5 separate regions of the Mus musculus genome follow, and all the other regions are linked to region 1. Evidence: chromatin contacts called from public Hi-C and HiChIP or PLAC-seq data. All regions are on one chromosome and are shown on one strand. The core of a region is the stretch at or near the end of the contact, and the rest is flanking DNA. Distances in the headings are between cores, read along the strand shown. Region 1 holds the start of Ndrg1 (N-myc downstream regulated gene 1). Region 2 overlaps Tg (thyroglobulin). Region 3 overlaps Tg (thyroglobulin). Region 4 overlaps St3gal1 (ST3 beta-galactoside alpha-2,3-sialyltransferase 1). Region 5 overlaps Tg (thyroglobulin).

Region 1 (2,665 bases), core at 122-2,621:
ACTCAAATAAGCTGACCTGCCCAGGAAGTCTGTGAGGGAGAGCTGAAGGCTGTTCTAGGACACGGACCACTGGACTTCCCTCCCCGACCTGTCCTCCCACATTAAAGCCCAAGGGACAGTGCATGGGGATCCGTGATGACTGCCAGCAAAGGCGACAGACAAGGGAAGACGGAAGGTGGCAGAGTAAGGAAGCCATCCACAAATCTTAGCTTCAGCTACTAATTTGACAGAGGCGGTGGTGACAGCATGTTTCCCCAGAGCCTGCAGCATTCCTCACGCCCCTCCCGAATCTACCCTACAGGCTGAATCAGAGACCGCGACCGGTCTCCCGGGAACGGACGAGCGGTTCCAGCTGCTCTCCGGGCTAAAACAGCAGGGAGGACCGCCTGGGAGAAAGAAAGGGAGGTGGGGCGGGGGGAGGCGGAGGCGAAAATGACGACACTCAGAGCTCCAGCCAACTCTGGGGCTGCCAGATGCCCGCGCGACCCTGGAGGCACAAACCACCACTCCCGCGCAGTTACAGAGCCAACCCGGTACTACCTAGAGGGCCGCACCCTTGCCTGGGCTCCTCTCGCCGCCGACACTCGCAGTGGCGCGTGCAGCACGCGCCGGGACACACCCCGGACTCTCCCCCAGCACACACACGTTCTCTCACACGCACAGCTTGGAGAGAGCACTGGGCTCTGGACTGGATGGGAACCTGGACTCAGATCACACTGGTTCGGGACCAGGCTCCAGAGTAGACACACCCTCGCCCCCTTCTCCACACTCCCCGCCAAGTCTGCTCACCCTTACTCATCCCCTGGATACACGCGCTACAGTCGCTCTTTTCCTAGTCACCCCATCACCCATCCACACCCCTTCACACGCGAGAGCACACACAAAGTGTCCCCTTGAGCCCAGTGGACAGAGAAGTCAGCTGTGGCTCAGGGTTGACGCCAGGAAGTGCGACCCAGGTATTCCCAGGCTCTCCGCCCCAACTTCGACCCCTTAATCCCACTTCCCCAATTAGAGAGAAAGCGAGACCCAACACGTCTTTTTGTGCCTTATAGTAATCGAAACCCGCTCCAGTGATGCCAGCTATCCCTCCGGCGCCGGTTCCACCGAAGACCACCAGTTGTGGTCTTCGCAAGGGCCACAAAAGACGGGCGGGGTGTCCAGTAGCACCCCGAAAGCAAGCTTTGCTGGGGGTCCTTGTCTTGCTCCGGAGGAAGAAGGCGTCCGGAGGGCTTACCTAATGAGCAAGCAAGCACGGAAAGGAGCCAACCACAAGGTTGGAGGTGCAGCGCCCCGCGGGAGGTGAAGAGGGAGACGAAGATGGGTGAGCAATCTGCCTGCAACGCGAGAGGGTAGCCTGGCAAGGTTTGTTTATGTCCGTGCGTGCGTAGGGCGATTTTATAGGCGCCGGGGCCCCGCCCCCAGGGCCTCGCCCCTCCCAGACCCTCTGCTCCCAGCGCAGCAGGAGACGGGGACACACCCCTTTCTCCGGCCCGCCTCGTGCTGCACCCTGCCTGGGCTGGGCGGGGCGGGCTGGAGCCGCCGCCTGTTGCGCAAGCCTTTGCAGGGGCGCGACTGGAGAGACTGCCCGGCCCTGCCTGCCGCTCCTCCCTGTGATCCGCTCTCGGGACCGCGGCGTGTGCAGCGAACGTGTGCCCACCGAGTGGTAGCGTGGTGTGCCCGTGCGCGCTCGTGCGCGTGTGCATAAGGACTCCCTTGTGTCTCTCTGCGCGACCGCTTGCCCCCCTATAGCCTTTGAGTTTCCTAAGCCTCTGCCCGCGCCACGCCCTTCTGGGCGGCACCCCCCACTTCCTCCGGGTCTCCACGCAGTCACTCCCGAGCCCCATTTACAGCCTAGACGGCAGACTTTATCTCCAGGCTCCTTTCACATTGCTTAGCTCCCTTTATTCTTGCTGATCTTGGCGCCCCACAACTCCCTTCCTACTCTGAGCTGCTGTTTCCCCGCTGCTCCAGCCCGCTGTGTCAGCTGTAAGCACTCTACGGACTGCAGTTTGTGGTCCCCAGAACGTGCATAGAATTTGCTTTCCAATCATGGATCTTCCTTCTGTCGTGATGTTCTAAAACCTTGGCCTGCTTGCCTGTTACCGGGTTCTCGCCCTGACCTACACCTGAGCCTCTCCAGGGAGCTTTTCTTAAGCAGGTGGATACCCTGGTTACACCCCAGAGCAGCTTAGTTAGAATCTGAGAGTGTGCCCCAACACTGGGGCTTTGAAAAAAAACTCCTCAAAGGGTGCAGCAAGATGGCACACCTGGTAAAGACATGTGGCCTGCAAAACCCTGGGGACCTAAATTCCATGCCCGGAAACCACAAAGTGGAAAGGAAGAACACAGTGCCATACATTTTCCTCAGACCCCTCGCTCCCCATCCCCACTAAATAAATAAACATTGCCCGGATTGGCTCAGATGTGAAACCACGTTGAGAATCTCAGCACCCAGCACCAAGAAAACATCATGTTATAGAGAGATTGAGTCACACCTAAGGCCCAGTCCAGTCATTGTTTCAACGCCACCTGCTCAACCCTTATGACTCAAGTGGCCTTCCCCTCCCCCCTCCTCTAGATAACCTGACCCTCATTCTCTTGGTCTATGGATATCTAGGGAGCCGCTTTAAGAGCCTGCTCTGTGCTAAGGAGCTGGAGAAGAAGG
Region 2 (2,665 bases), core at 60-2,559, 240 kb before region 1:
CTGTGTGTGTGTGTCTGTGTGTGTCTGTGTGTGTGTGTGTCTGTGTGTGTGTGTGTCTGTGTGTGTGTGTGTGTGTGTGTGTGTGTTTATCAGTAGACAACGTTTTTGGGTATCATTCCCTAGTGCCTTCCAGTTTTTGTTTGCGACAGGGTCTCTCATTGGCCAGGGGTTTCACTGAGGCTAGCATAGCCGGACAATAAAGTTCCCAAGGATCTGCTTATCGCTACCTTACATTTCACCATCGCTGGAATTACAAGCATTTGCCTAGCTTATTGAATGGGCTTAATGGAACAAACTCAGGTCCTCACATTTGTGAGGCAAGAGTTTGCCAACTGAACAATCTCTCTAGCCCAAGCTTTGGGTTTTCAATTCAGTCGTGTGTGTGTGTGTGTGTGCTATGCATATATGCTACATGTATGTTTCTGTGTGTGTGCTATGTGTATGTATATGGTGTGTGTGTGGTATCATATATATAGTGTTTGTGTGTTGTGTATGTATGTAGGCATGAATGTGTGTGTGTGTGTATGTGTGTGTGTGTGTGATGTGTGTGTGTGTGATGTTCTATGTGTATGTTTGTGTGGTGTTGGAGATATGTGTGTGGGGTCTGTGATATATATATACACACACACACACATATGTGTGTGTGCGTGTGCATGTGTATATATATGTGTGTGTGTGATGTTGTATGTGTGGTATCTGTGTATGTATATATGTGGTGTATGTGAGTATGTATATATATATATATATATATATATATATATATATATATATATCTGATGTGTGTGTGTGTGTGTGTGTGTGTGTGTGTGTGAGTGTATGTTCTAAACTGGGGATTTTTTTTTCCAAGTTCCAACTATCTGGTCATTCACTTGTATGTCCCATGGCAATCCTCAGTAGGGTGCATTTCTTTTGTTTATCAGCTAGCTACTAATGTCACAGTTGAATAAAGCAGAGACCTGGACCAAGGTTATCCAGGCTTAGATCTGATATCGAAAGCTAATGTGGGTAGGGTCCTAGTTTAGGAATCTACAACTCAGTAGACTCCACTTCCTTTAAACAGGAAGCACACCAAAGTCTGCTTTTCAGTGTTATTTTCATGATCCTTTGGACCACCTGCTGAGGCAAACAACCCAGGGAATGCAGGTCAAACTCCTGAAAGCAGAAAATGCTTTCAAGTCATCTGTGGTTATTGCAGCAAATTGCTTGGCATCTCTGACACTTTGGAATTCCATTCCTCAGATGTCACTGCATTCCTCACTTCTGGACTTGGTCTGAATGCCAGCTCATAGCAAATTCCACTTCAAAGATGGCAAAGGAGAGATGTCAAAAGGCTACTGGAGAGAGGACCAGAGGGTTGAAGGAGGGGTGGTGTGGCCAGCCATGACTTAGTAGTGGTCCTCACGTGATATAACCACAACCTTGGGATATGTCCTCTACCACAAAGCACAACCTACCAGGCAGATGGGAGGCATCAGTCCAGGTGCTGAGTGCAAAAGTTGCAAAGCTTTCCATCACCGAGGCCAAGGTGTTCCCCAGCTAGCTGAGGTGATAGATGTGGGCATCACCAAAGCAAAATAAGCCTGCATTTCGTCACCTTCATAGAGTCAAGGGATTGTAGGGCTCCTATGCTCAGTTTCTAGAAACTAGCTAAGTTCTATCTAAGATCACTTACCCCATCCAGGGCTGATTTCTGGTGCCCACATCAAATGAATATCCCTACCACTAACCCTACAGAACACCAAGAAATGGTTTTATACAATCTGAGCCCATGGCAGATATTTTTCCCCTCAAACTACCAGGGGTGTGTGCTGTATGAGAGTGTTCATTGAGAGTGCTGGGTTTCTGTTTAGATTATGAGTCTGAGACTGAACAGAGAAAAAAATGAGGAGTGTTTACCACCAAGAGGAGAGGGTGGAAGAAATCTAATTTTAGCCAGTGTGGCACCAGAGGATGAGAACTTGCCAGAAAATAGAGAAGCCTCTAGCTTTAGTGGGAGGGGAGAGTAGTGGGGGAAAGGAGAGGATATGAGGCATTATCATGGTCAAAGTACATGATAAATGTCAATGAAAATTTTCTTATAAAGTCCATCATTACATATAGTGACTATATGTCAATACAAATTTTAAAGAACCATTAATAACATCAGCAATAAGTCAAATAAGAAAATCTGCCAACAACTGGATATGTATCAAATGGGAAGGATCCAGAAGGTAACACTGTGAAGTATTGCTATCATTTAATTGCTAGCTCCAATTAGTTTTTACAATTAATGATTTATGTATTTGGTGTGTGTGTGTGTATGTGTGTGCATGTACATGTGTATGTGCATGCTCGTGTGTGTGTATGTTTGTGTGTGCATGTGTGTGTATGTGTGTGTATGTGTGTGGGTGTAGCCTGAACATACATGGCACCATGAGCATGTGAAGTCATAGGACAACTTGATTAAGTCAATTCTCTCTTTCTAACATGTGGGATCTGGTGATCAAAGTTAGGACATCAACTTTGATGGCATGTAATCTTACTTACATCCTCTTGGTCCCAGCTTCATTAAGGATATCAGAATCTCGGCAGTGTTTGATATCAGGAAATCCACACAATGAGACCGCCTAAAAACCTTGTTGTTTTTGTCGTTGTCGTTGTCTTTGTTGCTGTTGTTAACCGTTTT
Region 3 (2,665 bases), core at 124-2,623, 180 kb before region 1:
CCATCATCCTACGCTGTGCTCTCTGCTGAACAACTGAGGATACACGGGGCTGAGAAGCTTGCCCGTTATCTCATGGTCTGGAAGTGACAGAAGCTAGACTTGAACTTACAAAGACTGACTTTTAGCCCCTGAATTAGGCTGCTTCCTAGACATGGTCCTAGAGTGCTCAGGTATGGTAGGAATACTATGTCTGAGTAAGAAGTCCCAACTTGCTTCATTTTACTGCTGGGGAATCAAGTCCTAGAAAGTGGGAAATATTACCCCAAGGATGGGGTAAAACCATCCCTTTAAGCAATGCTTTCTTTCCACTGTACAGTGCTAGAGCTTTTTTTAATCACCTGAGTCACCCATACACATCATGGCTGAATGGTACTTTTAAGATGTATACTCACCCATGGTACACTCTGGCCACACATATCCCTGGAATATAACTTTCCCGGCCAGTGCTGAGAGAAATGGCTTTCCACCAGCCCCCTTCACTGTCAGGACAAAGCAGAAAAGGAAATATGCATGTGTAAATGGTAAAGCCAAAGATGTAGTCATCAAACTAGCTCATTGCCCCTTGGGACACACCTCTTTCATGATCTGTCATCACCTCTTAGACCTGAATTTCTCCCGTTGAAAATTTAGATTTCCTGTGTGTGTGTGTGTGTGTGTGTGTGTGTGTGTGTGTGTGTGTGAGAGAGAGAGAGAGAGAGAGAGAGAGAGAGAGATGGTATGTTGGGATTGTCACATGTGTGCATGTGAATGCCAAAAGTGAATCTTGGTTGTCATTTCTAGGGATACTGTCCACCTTGTTTTATTTTCAAATCATTGAATGTATTCATCTGTGTGTGTGTGTGTGTGTGTGTGTGTGTGTGTGTGTGTGTGTACATTTCTGCATGTGAATGATGTTCAGGATGGGGCAAATGCTTACCATAATATGCATAGAGAAATAAAAGGACAACTCTATGTAGTTATTCCTCTCCTTTCATCTTTACATGGGTCTGGAGGATCAAACTTAGGTCACCAGGCTTGTGCACCTAGCACCTTTACGTGCTGAGCCATGTAGCTGGCCCCATCTTTGTTTTAGTGATAGCACCTCTCACTAGCTTGGAAGTTGTTAAGCAGGCTAGACTGGCTGGCCAGCAGTAAGGCTTATTTTTTCTTCTCAACACTGAGATTATAGGTGTATATGCTATCATGTCCAACTTTTGGAGGGGGCGTTCCAAGGGTTAACCTCAGGTCCTCATGCTAACTCAGCAAGCATTTTACCAATAGAACTATTTTCCCAGCCACAAAATTTAGCTTTTAAAGCCTATATATACCCGGCAGACATCCCTCACCACAAGTTACGTGTTCACAGGGGAACCTGTTCACATGCTGACAGTGCCACCCCTGGGGGACCAACAGTTCATTTCCTCAGCTGATATGCATGATTGAAGAGTTTCAAAAACAAAAACTTCCTGTACTCGTTTATTCCCTCAAGTATAACCAAACATCCATTTGCTTGTCTAGATCAATTAGACTCTTAATTGAAGTACACAGAGCCCTTAGCGTGTGTTATAGGCAGTTTAAACCTATACTTAAAGACAATGGCAGGAACACAGGCACTGCTGTTATCATATACAATGCTCTTGGATTCTGCTTCTCCTCCCAGCATGCCCTAGTGAATAACATCACCCCATATATTCAAAGGGTGCCACTGGAGGCTGTAAGGTCCTGGGAGGGCAGGCCACAGCAGGGACTAAATTTCTCACCTCACAGTAGGACCAGCACCTGTGTAGAACTGGACAACTGACTAGATCTGGAACTCTGATGGGTTAGTCATGTTTAGGGGATCATACTTGTTTTGAGAGGCTCACTCACTCAGAAATTACACGCAGTTTCTCTCCTCTCCGGAATATTGGGGGGCTAATGTCAGGAGATGGGTAGTCAGTCAGCACAGCCAGGAAGTCACTTTCAAGTCCTAGGAAGCAAAGAGGAGGGTTTTCACTGACCAGGTACAGGAGGCAATTGGGAATAAAGAGAGACAAAGCTGTGGGGGAGGGGAGGGGAGGGGGTGCCTCTGAAACAGTGGTTCTCACGTGTGGGTCTTGACCCCTTGGTGAGTCACATATCAGATATCTTGCATGTCAGATATTTACATTATGATTCATTACAGTATCAAAATTACAGTTAAGAAAAAACAACAAAGTAGTTTTGTGGATGCTAGTCCCCATAGCATGAGGAACTGTATTAAAGGGTTGCAGCTTTAGGAAAGTTGAGAAGCACTGCTCTGGAGCCTCCTAGCTTGTGTCTGTGAAACTCTACTCCCAGTCGCCCAGTGTCCCAGGCCTCTTCCCCAAGAAGATAGCCTTCAGGCAGGTCTTGTGGCCACAGATCTTGCTTCTATCACAGCCCTACCTTGATCCCAGTGTTCCCATCTGAAAAAAAAGGAGGGGGGTCGCGAGATCTAAAAACTAGGGTCACTTCATCTGGCTTTATTTCAGGGTCTGCCCTGTGTCTACAGGCCTCAGCATCTTAAAAATGGGATGACAGATAAAAGAACCTTACCCCAGAAGGCTATGAAAAGACTCCTTCTTAGAGGGATTTACAGGGCACTACTACTCCTTGAAGTGCTACTGACAGTTAATGAGTTAATGGTGTGGGCAGTGAGGAGTTGTGTGAATATTCCTTCCCATCC
Region 4 (2,665 bases), core at 48-2,547, 180 kb after region 1:
ATGTCTGAACAGGAAGGCCAGATTGGTGTCAGGTCCTAAAGAGTCTCATGGGTAGAGACACTTGCACCTTGGTTCAGCTCACACTCTGGGCATTCAGGCAGAGAGTCCTGAGGGAAAATGTTCCTAGCTGAGACTCCGTGGGCTCTGGGCTGGACCTGGGGTTTCCTGAGTTGATTTCTAGGTATCCTGGTGCTGCAGAAACAGCAGCACAATGCAGGAGACAAACTCACAGCTGTCACCAGCCTAAAGAGGGACTTCAGGAAATCAGAGGAGAGCAGGTGGCTCTTAGCAGCTGGTCACTCATGTGTACCCCACCTTTGCAATTACATTCTGTACATTTTGTACCTCGGAACATACTGGTGGTTCTGTCCCCCTGTGTCTCTCAATCTGGGTACAGAGGCAGGAGGAACTGGTTACTAAATACTCTAAGTCTCAGAAATAAGAAGCAAGTGAATTGCTGGAGTGACCAGTGGGGTTTGTTTAAAATGGCTTTAGTATGTGCACAGGACATTTAATGTATTTATAAATGCATATGATACACATAACACAATGGTAAAATGCAGTGCATATGACCCAGTGCTTTTGTGGACATACATATATGCATCACATGAATGAAGTAAGTACATGCACATCTATGCATGCATACAAGGTGAATATGTGTATAGAAATACATGCACACATGCATGTTCTGTAGCCTTTCTGATCTACTTGCCCCTTGGAGTTTTATTCTATTAACTTGTTAACTCTTAAAATCATCCTTCATGTAGGTCTTGTTATGTCAGTTTATAGAAAAAGGAAGTGAGGCATAGGAAAAACTTCAGCAGCTGGGTGTGTACATTGCAGCTGGGTGAGGAATTTCCCCGAAGATGCCTTTCCTGCCACATGCAAACCCATCCCTGGGGCACTCTCTCTCTCTCTCTGTGTGTGTGTGTGTGTGTGTGTGTGTGTGTGTGTGTATGACCCTCCCTTCCCTGGCTCATTCTCACATCTAAGTCATGGGTAGCTGATGAAGTGTGGCTTATGCTAGGAAGTTCTTCTGGACTTCAGGACATTTAGAAGAGCCAAAGCTATTTGGATTCCACCAGATGCTGGAATCTTGGAAGCCCCTGAATTCAAAAGGGATGTGGGCATTCCACCTCTCATGGCCCATAGGCATTCTCAATTTCTTGGAGCCCTGAAGTACCACCACCAGGTACAAATGACCCGCAGGCTCGGCAGACATTTGGAGCAAGCACCCACGAGCCACGCTTGTTGCAATAATCCTGTAGATTATCAACAACCCAAGATGACCCGAAGTGGGTCACAGTCCAGTGTAGCTCATTAACTGCTAGCAAACATCCTGTCCCACCCACATGCTAGCCCCTGAGGAATGCAAGATTGGAGAACAGGTTCTCGTTCTATCAGAAACAAACTCCCTTGACTCCATGCCCTGCCTCTTCTTTGTTTGACATCTCCTTGCTCCTGTTCCTCCATGACCTGGATACTGAGCCCCGAAGAAAAAAGATCCACTTGCCTGTTACACGATCTCACAGTGCTGTGGGATCTTCTTGGGTTTTTCTTCCCTGTCCCTCTCCCAGCCTCTTGTGATCATCTTCCAGCTTCTGTTCCCAATCTTCCTGGCTTCCTTCCCCAGCAAGGTCACAATTGCAAACAGGTGGGAGAAATTCTGAAAGCAGTTCCACTGGTCCTGGGAATGCATCCCCGGGACATAGTACAAACGAAGGAAAATGCTCACAACATCACAGGGCTGGTAACAGTAACCAGCGTGATCATATGTATTGATGTGCATGACACACAAGTACGCAGCAATAGAGGGATGGAAACTTCCAAGTTCTACTGTTGTTTGCTAGAATATTACACAACCACCATGCAGTGCAATGATTTTTCAAGGTGATTCCAGGAACACTTTTAGAGTGACTCTCCTTGACTCAAGCATAGGATTGAAGGGGGATGGGGAGAGACAGAGTCTGACCCGTAGAGGCCCTATTGAGTACACTGCCCATCTGCAGAGACTGCTAAGTGCAGGAGGGTGATTCTGTTCTAAAGGACAAAAAGCAAAAGCAAGTTTGCGTCACCAGCCTTAACTTAAAGGTCCTTTTCCTGCTTTTTTTCCCGATCGCCATTACTCTCAGCACAGAGGGTAATTTCAGTGCTTAGAAAAAGTGTTTACACAAAAACCATTGAGCAACATAGTGACGTGTCTTCCCCGAACAGCCTCTTGGACGAGCTGTGGGATGTAACACAAAGGCTTGCCAAATGGATCTCAGGCAGGCTGGCTCTGTTACCCTCCCCTTCCCCTTCCTCCTCCTCACCCAGCCATTGATTTCAGAAAGGGCTGAAAACTATTTGGGTGTGCTTGCTTAGTAAAGTGGAAGCATGTAGGAATGTAAGTAGTAGCTATTTGGGCCAGTATCGAGAAAGAGGAAAAGTTCCCAAAGTCAAAACACCTCAAGGCCACAGATAGAGGATCTTTGGTTTCCATTGGCTTAAAACTAGATCTGAGGTGGTGTCCAGGGTGGCAGGGACCTGAGGAGGCTGAAGAGGAAAGACAGATTCCCAGGAGTCCTGCCTGACCCCCACCCACTCAGCTAGCTGCACTCTGAGTTTTGTGTTTATTGATGGAGCCGGTGGGCCAGCCTGTGATTCTGAGAGCAGTGGGGAACAG
Region 5 (2,665 bases), core at 60-2,559, 150 kb before region 1:
TGCACTGAGGTTTAGCAGGATAGGGCTAGATTTCATCTATACGGTGTAGATTCCTTTAAGGTCCTTAATGCCTGGAGTCAGCACAAAAGCTAAAGATAGATGTTGGCCTTCCAGGAAGCCTCAAGATAAGTTTGTGGTCAGCCAGGCTGAACTGTATTAACAAATGACAACTACCTCTCAAAAGGTCACAATTTAGGTCCACAAAGACACTCAAGCCATCTGTGTCAGATTTCTAGAGGGCTTTGCAAATTAATTAGCTATCAGTTACACAGATAAACTGCCACAGGGAGACAGCAAGCTGTTAGCCACAAGTGAGCCAAGGATCACTCAGTGAAGTAGGGCACTGTGGTTTCTACCGTTGCTAAGGGGACAAGATCCCCTATCATGGGTCAGCTGCCACAATCCCCAGCTGGAACTGGCAACCCCCTAACTGAAACAATTCACAGCTCATTTCTTTGAATTTAGTTCTCCTGGAGGCTTTAAGCTCAGCGAGAGATATGCTGTAAAGCAATTTGGTGTTTCATGGCAGATATGTGAGGCTATCAGTAGGTCCCAAGTCTGGGAAGTTCAGGGTTTATTTTCCTTCTTTCTATATAAATGTTGGAAAAAAATAGATGATGAGAAATCCAAGCTTAAGAACCAGGTAGCATCCCTTGAGTGAAAAGAATCAGGTACTAGTGTACTTGGTTAGGCAGCTCTAATGCACTTAGATGCTTTTCCTACCTGTGAGGACATCCTGTCTCCTGCAGATGTATAACCAGAGCTCACCTATTCTCTGTAGATCTCAGAGCTCCCCTAACCAGAAGTGAAAACTCCCTCTTTGACACTCTTGGGAGCTGTATTTGCAACACAGGAGTCAAAGTCAAGAGACGGAGGCCAGATAGCTAAAGGCAGGGCTATATGGCCTTGTACAGATTTCCAAGTCTCTCACAGAGCATAATATAATACTTCTTGCTTGTGAGGACTCATGGGGAAATATACATGCATTTCCTAGTGTACTGTAAAACCATCAAACCCTCCATTTCTGTAAACCCTTGGTAAAACCATAGTGGATCTGATAAATGGCACAGGAGGTGGTGAGTCTAACATAGAGCCACTGAACCTACCCTGAAGAGGTGACCCACAAGTATCCACTGAATGAATGAAGAAAGAGACTGTGCCTGGGGAATAAGAGCATTTGTATTTATTTCCTCTTAGCCTGTCTTTCCCATGTAGAGACGAGTAGACAGTTCCATTCCTCAAGAAGTGCTAGTTCTGCTTTGGGATTGGCTTAGAGTTAGAGAAGTAGCCTGTGGGAAGATCTGAGTTTACCCACTGCAAACCGTTTCTAAACCGGCGTGTGTCATCAAGCACTGTCTTTGCAAGAAGACTCCTGGGACTGTAGTTCCTCAACAAAAGAAAAAAGTAGAAGCTCTTCCCCATGACCCCTTCTGCTCAGGAGGTTTGCAGAAGTACCAAGACTCACTAGAATCCTATTCAGTCCTTGCTCAATTAATCCCACTAATGTGCCTCCAGAGCCTGGGTGGTTCTCAGCTCCATATGAGTAATTTACTATCTTCCAGATATGTTAGCTTGATCGCCATTGTCTTTCCTGTTGAAATAGTTGTGATGGAGCCTCTGTGGGGTAGCAAATGGCAGAGATATGGGGAGACAGGGCTGCCACTTGATCTACCCTCTTGAGCTAACCTTGAATGGATGAAGGGACAAGAGAAAAGCAGGACAAGACAACGTGGTGGGGGCCCTGGTGCACAGGGACCCCAGAAAACGCATCTAGCAAGACTTTGGTGACCAAGACTGAGTAGGAGATCCTTAAAAGTTGCAGAATTTGATACAGCTAGACATCTGAGGGTCTCATGAGATGTTTGCTTCACACCTCTTTCTCAATTCCTGTTTTTGTAGGATGACTACATTTCTTGTCTTGTCTGGAGTTGATAGTGATGGCATTACTGGCCACTGACAGTCATCTTAGCTCTTTGACTCATTCTCTGTCCCTCTCAAATCTACCTAAACGGGCTAATAAATAATCCTGCATCCCCTCCTTCTGATACTATCCCTATTGTCCTGGGCACTTCATGGATACTCACCAGGGTGTTGTTGATCATGCCATGTGGCATCAGTAAGGATGAAGGATGGTAGGCATGGTGGTGGTGTCTGTCTGCAGATCAACAGTTGCCATAGTAATCTATACCTAAGGTCAAATGGTTTGCTGGCATGCCTCCTTCTATCAATAGAGCAGAACCCCTGGATGAAGGTATCCTCCTGGCTTCCATCTTTTACCCAGTGTCTCTTTATTGTTTGACTAGTCACTTCCTAACTCTTGATCATGTACTTACAGAAAAAAAAAGTTATTCTCAGGGTATTATTCATAGTCATAAACTGTTTCCATAAATAACACAGCAAATATGTACCTATAACTTACAGAAACTGAAAGAGTGACATTTCTTAAATAATATCTATAGACACATACTCTAGAACCTTCATGTGGAGCTTCAGTGGACTATCTGTGGGTATCCCATTTGGGAGATGATTACTGACAGATACCAAAGAGAAACTGGATTGTTTCTAAGCAGGAGTCTGAAAATGTTTTGAAATCATAAGAATCTCTTACAATGTCTTCCCATGAGTAGGGCATTCATGGTAAGGGAATGCTGTGGAGTTTTGCGCC

Evidence for each region. A called contact is a pair of places that touch in the nucleus more often than the background predicts. HiChIP or PLAC-seq counts read pairs in DNA pulled down with a chosen protein or histone mark.
Region 2: a contact with region 1 is called in a FOXA1 HiChIP or PLAC-seq map of pancreatic cancer cells. The contact joins the enhancer-like site here to the promoter of Ndrg1 in region 1. A contact is called at or near these places in 3 of 484 Hi-C or Micro-C datasets (B cells, cortical neurons and embryonic fibroblasts) and 2 of 115 datasets of contacts at active chromatin or transcription factors (microglia and pancreatic cancer cells).
Region 3: a contact with region 1 is called in a Hi-C map of B cells, with 1.7 times the contacts expected there. The contact joins the enhancer-like site here to the promoter of Ndrg1 in region 1. A contact is called at or near these places in 1 of 39 promoter capture datasets (liver), 3 of 484 Hi-C or Micro-C datasets (B cells, LSK cells and muscle stem cells), 2 of 115 datasets of contacts at active chromatin or transcription factors (effector CD8 T cells and memory CD8 T cells) and 2 of 9 other capture datasets (adipose tissue and liver).
Region 4: a contact with region 1 is called in a FOXA1 HiChIP or PLAC-seq map of pancreatic cancer cells. The contact joins the enhancer-like site here to the promoter of Ndrg1 in region 1. A contact is called at or near these places in 1 of 15 datasets of contacts at CTCF or cohesin (the NIH/3T3 cell line), 2 of 484 Hi-C or Micro-C datasets (liver and pancreatic cancer cells), 3 of 115 datasets of contacts at active chromatin or transcription factors (extraembryonic endoderm stem cells, memory CD8 T cells and pancreatic cancer cells) and 2 of 9 other capture datasets (adipose tissue and liver).
Region 5: a Hi-C map of granulocyte-monocyte progenitors shows a contact between it and region 1, with 1.7 times the contacts expected there. The contact joins the enhancer-like site here to the promoter of Ndrg1 in region 1. A contact is called at or near these places in 1 of 39 promoter capture datasets (the C10 cell line), 6 of 484 Hi-C or Micro-C datasets (B cells, LSK cells, granulocyte-monocyte progenitors and 2 more), 2 of 115 datasets of contacts at active chromatin or transcription factors (effector CD8 T cells and memory CD8 T cells) and 3 of 9 other capture datasets (adipose tissue, liver and pancreatic islet).

The regions. Positions count from the first base shown.
Region 1 is chr15:66,968,270-66,970,934 of GRCm38.p6, forward strand. It overlaps Ndrg1 (N-myc downstream regulated gene 1), which reads right to left and starts at 1,372. Exons shown (of 16, transcript NM_008681.2): 1 at 1,235-1,372. It overlaps Gm2895 (a long non-coding RNA gene), which reads left to right and starts at 1,379. Exons shown (of 3, transcript XR_875396.3): 1 at 1,379-2,665.
Region 2 is chr15:66,731,627-66,734,291 of GRCm38.p6, forward strand. All of the region lies in intron 27 of Tg (thyroglobulin), which reads left to right. Among named protein-coding and RNA genes, the nearest start is that of Tg, 62 kb to the left of the region's middle. Within about 2 kb of position 1,310, at least 94 of the 459 cell types and tissues checked have an H3K27ac peak or open chromatin away from gene starts, as enhancers often do. A contact at or near this core is called in cortical neurons, embryonic fibroblasts and pancreatic cancer cells, where this site is marked.
Region 3 is chr15:66,791,833-66,794,497 of GRCm38.p6, forward strand. The region is part of intron 41 of Tg (thyroglobulin); the gene reads left to right. Sla (src-like adaptor) reads right to left here. Exons shown (of 9, transcript NM_009192.3): 4 at 1,849-1,948; 5 at 393-479. Among named protein-coding and RNA genes, the nearest start is that of Sla, 39 kb to the right of the region's middle. Within about 2 kb of position 1,374, at least 31 of the 459 cell types and tissues checked have an H3K27ac peak or open chromatin away from gene starts, as enhancers often do. A contact at or near this core is called in B cells and effector CD8 T cells, where this site is marked.
Region 4 is chr15:67,144,679-67,147,343 of GRCm38.p6, forward strand. The region is part of intron 2 of St3gal1 (ST3 beta-galactoside alpha-2,3-sialyltransferase 1); the gene reads right to left. Among named protein-coding and RNA genes, the nearest start is that of Gm31400, 24 kb to the right of the region's middle. Within about 2 kb of position 1,298, at least 158 of the 459 cell types and tissues checked have an H3K27ac peak or open chromatin away from gene starts, as enhancers often do. A contact at or near this core is called in the NIH/3T3 cell line, adipose tissue, liver and 2 more, where this site is marked.
Region 5 is chr15:66,815,307-66,817,971 of GRCm38.p6, forward strand. All of the region lies in intron 41 of Tg (thyroglobulin), which reads left to right. The region is part of intron 1 of Sla (src-like adaptor); the gene reads right to left. Among named protein-coding and RNA genes, the nearest start is that of Sla, 15 kb to the right of the region's middle. Within about 2 kb of position 1,310, at least 74 of the 459 cell types and tissues checked have an H3K27ac peak or open chromatin away from gene starts, as enhancers often do. A contact at or near this core is called in adipose tissue and granulocyte-monocyte progenitors, where this site is marked.